Regions from separate parts of the Rattus norvegicus genome. Here region 1 is linked to region 2. A link is a contact called in public HiChIP or PLAC-seq data. All regions are on one chromosome and are shown on one strand. The core of a region is the stretch at or near the end of the contact, and the rest is flanking DNA. Distances in the headings are between cores, read along the strand shown.

Evidence for each region. HiChIP or PLAC-seq counts read pairs in DNA pulled down with a chosen protein or histone mark.
Region 1: a contact with region 2 is called in an H3K27ac HiChIP or PLAC-seq map of oligodendrocytes, with 2.7 times the contacts expected there. The contact joins two enhancer-like sites. A contact is called at or near these places in 1 of 12 Hi-C or Micro-C datasets (mammary epithelial cells) and 1 of 1 datasets of contacts at active chromatin or transcription factors (oligodendrocytes).

The regions. Positions count from the first base shown.
Region 1 is chr4:149,764,375-149,767,074 of GRCr8, forward strand. All of the region lies in intron 3 of Tamm41 (TAM41 mitochondrial translocator assembly and maintenance homolog), which reads right to left. Among named protein-coding and RNA genes, the nearest start is that of Tamm41, 11 kb to the right of the region's middle. Within about 2 kb of position 1,352, at least 28 of the 93 cell types and tissues checked have an H3K27ac peak or open chromatin away from gene starts, as enhancers often do.
Region 2 is chr4:149,541,256-149,543,955 of GRCr8, forward strand. All of the region lies in intron 17 of Atg7 (autophagy related 7), which reads left to right. Among named protein-coding and RNA genes, the nearest start is that of Vgll4, 120 kb to the right of the region's middle. Within about 2 kb of position 1,401, at least 44 of the 93 cell types and tissues checked have an H3K27ac peak or open chromatin away from gene starts, as enhancers often do.

The sequences.
Region 1 (2,700 bases), core at 102-2,601, 220 kb after region 2:
TAACCTTGGCTGGCCTGGAACTTGCTATGTAGACCAGGGTGGCTTCAAACTCAGAGATCCTCTGCCTCCTGTGGACTAGCTTAAAGGCAGGTGGCACCATACTTGACTCTTTAATATTGAGAATATGGTCTTGGAGCCTGGGCTAGCCTTGAACTTGTGGTGGTATGCCCCCGCTGTCCCTTAAGTGCTGAGGTTACAGGAATGTGCTACCTCTTATAAATAGTGGGACTATTTATAACGTACCCTCATACACCGCAGGTGAGGCAAAGCCATTTGATTTAACAGACCTCTTCCGCCCCCACGGTGAGAACATAATAGTCCATAATTAGGCCATTCAATGAGTTTAGTATTATTGCATTCATGGAGTAAAAGGAAACAACAGTGTAGGACAGCCCAAGGCTGAGTGATGAAGATCAGCAAAACTGAGGGTGAAGCCTATGCTAGGAAACCAAGTCCCATTGCGTCTGGACTTTTCCTCATGGGTTCAGTCAGGGAAGCACTTCTCATCTTGATAGGACTAAGGATGGATCAAACGCAAGTCTTCCCCATCCAGGCACCTTGTCCCTTAGTTATACCCTCCAAGCCTCCATTTTAAGGTTCTAAAATAACTCCTATCACCATTCCCTAGCTCTGTGTGTGTGTGTGTGTGTGTGTGTGTGTGTGTGTGTGTGTGTGTGTGTGTGTACACATGCCACAGTGCATATGTGGAGATCAGAGGACAACTTGAGGAAGTATGTTCTCTCCCTTTCACTACGTAGGTTCCAGGAATCAAACGTGTTCATTATTCACTGAGCCATCTCACCAGCCTTTTCCCCTAGCTCTCTCAGACCTTGTATTCCACACGAAATCCCGGATCCTAGAAGAGAACATGAGCCAACAGCCCAGGTCCAGTGAGCTCCTGACTTGTCCCACGATGCCTCTCAACATCCATATTTCCATTCTCGCAGTCAGTGCTCTTAACCTCTGAGCCATCTCTCCAGCCCCTCTCCCAGATCCTTCTTAATAGTGTCGCACCTCCTTTGTGTACATTTCTGTGGCTTTTACAGAGGAGCTATTTTGGGATGTGAATAGCTCAAACCTGCAAAGAGGCGAGGAACCCTGGGCGTCCTTTCTTGGTTAACAAAATACCACTTGTTCTCCGAGAAGGCCGCTCTGCTTGCGCTGTCGGAGAGCAGCCTGCTTGCTATTTGAGGTTAGGCGAGTGAGAATAAAAGCATCCTTACTCAAGGGGAAAATGTGCGGATCTGGTTCTCCGGCGAAAGGTGAACCAGGACCTCATCTCCGTAGCATTGCTATTTGTTGCTCAGAGTGAAAAGCAGTGAGTGGTTGGGGCCCCGCCAGAGAGGCCTGGGAAAAGGAGAGAGTCCTCACGCTCGTGAATAGCTATTTGTACCTACTGGGAACGCCGATCTGGGCTGCACACACAGCATTGGCAATCCAACTGCACAGAGGAAGGGCGATGCTTGAAGGGTCTTTCAAAGGGGAGATTTGTGAGTACCGTTCAAGCCAGGAAAAGGAGTTACATGAGGGACTCCAGTGTAACATAGTGACAGCAGAGACTGCCTGAAGTGCAGAGTGAACTTTTAGTCTCAAGGAACCCAGACCTGCATGGTCCTGTGACACTCAGCTCCCACCTGAACATTCCCATCTCAACACCAAGGCAGGGACTGCTCTAAGCTGTCGCTGCTGGGAGCCACAAGGGCTGGAGCCTGGTCTACCTGCTGGACTGCGGGCTTTTAGGACAACTGATGTGGGGATCTTCATTTTTATTCCTTCAGCATACAGAGAGGAAACTTGGCTGCCTTCTGAGTCATTAAATGAGCTGCTCAATCTTTGCATTTCAAAGGCGAAGTGCCCAAAAGCTGGCTCACAGTCGTGCAGAGCCAAAACTTGTAACCAGTCTCCCAATTCCTAGTTCATTGGGACTTTTCTGTCCTCCGAATATTAATAAAGTTACAGCATGGCAAAATCACCTAAGGGTGAACATACTTGAAAAAAAAAAAAACAGTTTTATGCTTTACACAGATGAATCATATAGCACGTCGATTTTTTCTAAATAAAAATGTCATTTTAGTTACTTTATATTTTTTAGGAGAATGCTCATTGTTTAACCCTCCCTGGCTGGCTTAAATGCTAGGTAGACTAGGCTAGCCCAGAATTCAGAGTTCTACCTGAATCCTGAGAGCTGGGATTAAAAGCTTGTACTTCCATGCCTAGCTCCATTAAATACTTCAAATTCCATGATTCTGGAAAAATATCTGTTGTAGGGTTTGTGATTTAGCTCAATGTTAGCTTTCTGGGTTCCATGCCCTGTACTATGCATGGGTGTACACACACACACACACACACACACACACACACACACACACACACACACACAGAGAGAGAGAGAGAGAGAGAGAGAGAGAGAGAGAGAAAGAGAGAGACAGAGACTGAGACTTAGAAACTTAAAGCTGTCCAGGAAATAAAAATAGGTATCTTTTTCAACCATGACAGGAAAATATAATATAAAATTTTTTATTTATTTATTTTTTTGTTTTTTTATGAAACAGGGTCTTACTATGTAGACTTGGCTGTCCTAGAACTCAGAGATCCACCTGCCCCCACCTCCTGAGAAGTGGGTTAAGGGCATGCACCACCATGCCAAGCAAAAGTGTAATAGAAGTTTAATTTATAGCCAACTCTTTCTAGAAATGTTCA
Region 2 (2,700 bases), core at 151-2,650:
ACAGTCACATCTTACCTAACAGCATGTGTGCACACTGCTTTGCACTTGTCCTAGATAAGATTGCTATTTCTGTCAGAGTTTAATTATCGTTTCTTTTAACAACAATTCAGAGGGAACAGCTAACAATGCATAAAGATGATAGATGATATTTTTGCTTATCAAGTCAATCTCTGAAGCTGGGCATGATGGTGCACACCAATAATCCTAGCACTTAGGATGCAGAGGCAGGAGGATCACCAGTTTAAGGTTAGCCTGGGAACACAGTGAGATCCTGTCTTCATAAAACCTCTGAAAATTAAATTGTTTCTCTCCCTTCTCCCTCCCTCTCTCCTCTCTCCCGCTCTGTGTGTGTGTGTGTGTGTGTGTGTGTGCGTGTGTGTGTGTGTGCGCGCGTGTGTGTGTGTGTGTGTGTGTGTGTGTGTGATCCCTCAGAAAGTTCTAGCTAGAGCTTCGTAGAGACCTGTGTTTTTTGTTTTGTTTTTTTGTTTTGTTTTGTTTTTTTACTTTTTTTTCCCGTTGGGTGGGAGGGAGGGAGGGAGGGAGGGAGAGAGAGAGAGAGAGAGAGAGAGAGAGAGAGAGAGAGAGAGAGATGATTGACAACCTTCTGTAAGCTGCAAGGTCCTCTAGGCATCCAAGCCTAGGTCCATCCAGAGCTGTGCTCTCTGGAGCATATTCGTGAAATTGCTACAATATTCCTTATTTGTATCTTCCATAGCTGGCAGTAAAATTTAGCTGTAATTATATTCAGGGGGCATCTCTGGGTCTGTTTTAGAATCTGAAGTCTGTGGTTTATTCCTGATGTGGAAATGGACTGGTCCTGCAGGAACAAGAGGAAGGGCTCCACCAGCGACTACTGTCATTGTACTGAAGAGTGCTACGGACATCACCAGGCTAGGCATCGGGATTACGTGGGTTAGTGGTGCTCGACAGTAGCCATGGATTTGTGATTTTGTTAATTCACATAAATTCACTTATGAAGACATAAGTGGGGATCCCAGAAAGAGAGGTGAAAAAATTCTTCCATATATTTTAGAATGCAGAGCTGCTGGAAGCCAGCTCTGTGTCCGAGTCACAGGCACAGTAGACTCACTTGGCAGTTGCATAAAGCAGTCACTCATGCCCATGTGCACAGCCAAGGTCGTTATGGCCTTGATGCCTGGTTAGAGACAAATGAAGCTCCTTGGGGAGTCTTCTGGAAGGCTGTGTGGTGTAATGGAAAAAGCAGAGAGAGAGGTACAAGGCCTGCCTGTACGGTGCTTGTGAGTACTGGCCTGTTCGAGGCCTTGCCAGTGCCCTTTTGTGGCGTGGGGATGGTGATTCGCCTCTCAGAGGGCTGTGCTAAGGACGAGTGTGTGAAGCTTCATCTGTAGGGATTAACAGTGTCTCCTGGCATCACCATCAGCATCATGGCTTAGACCACACTCCTTTGAATTCAGAGACTCAGGATTCTGCTGTCGTCCCACAGGGAGGGCTTTCGAACAAAGGAGCTCTGTTCTGCACTCTTTAGTTTCTCAGGAAACTGGAGAGGAGCTGGGGAATTCTTAGGAGCAGGCAGAAAATGGGCAGCTCCAGGTTAAATTCACTTCTCGGATTTGGATGTGCTTGAGCGTCCCACCCAATCAACCCTCAAAACAGACAGGCGCCAAATGCTCTCCGTTCTGGTTTCGGTTTAGTTCTTGCTGGGGGTCAAGCCCAGGCTTTCACATGTGCTTTGCCTGGGTTCCACCTGTGAGCTGCAGCCCTGCCAGACAACTCTTCACTTCTTTGTTTTGTATGTGGATCTCATCACTCTTGGAAATCATTCACCCATTCAAATATCAGCAATTCTCAAGACAGCAACGATTTTATTTTCCCACCTTACATGCCTCATATAGTGACTAATGCATTGATATTTTTCCTTCCATTTTGACTTCTTTTATTCCAAAATAATAGAGAGTTTTAAAAGATTTCCTCTCCTAATGTCACAGCTAAGTTTCCATTCAGTAGCTGACTAAGAGACTGGGTAGAGACAATCTGTTTGGAAACACCAGGATTCTACAGTGCAGCTGGTTTTCTGAAGATGCTTGCTCAGTCTTTGATGGCACCGTGAGTCCTGTGATGTCCCAAGACCAGGCCTCTAGAGGTCTGACTTGCTAATTCAGTCAGCGGGGAGCATGACTTTCCACCCTGCTCACCCTTTGTGGTATGGCTGGATAGAGCTCAGAATGGCCTCAGGTTTCCATGTCTCTAGGAAGACACTTAGCAAATTATTTTTAAACCATTTGGAGTTGGTGCAAAACACCAGAGGATTCTGCAGACTGAGTGAGTTCAGAGGAAAGTGGAGGCTAGTGGAGCCACCTGCACTTCCTGAGAGGGCGACTCCTTCTCAGCTTGCTGTCCTACTTCCCAGCATTTGCTGCTCTCCCGCTCCCTGCAGGATCTCCCTCTCCCTCTCCCTCTCCCTCTCCCTCTCCCTCTCCCTCTCCCTCTCCCTCTCCCTCTCCCTCTCCCTCTCCCTCTCCCTCTCCCTCTCCCTCTCCCTCTCCATGTGTGAGTGTGTAGATGTATATTTGCACAAGCTCTGTGTGCATGCACTTGTGGAGGCCAGGGGCCAACATTTAGTGTTGTCTTGTATTATTCTCCACCTATTTTTGTTTTGTTTTGTTTTGTTTTGTTTTGTTTTATTTTGGAGACCCAGACCACTACTTCTAGGTTCGTTGT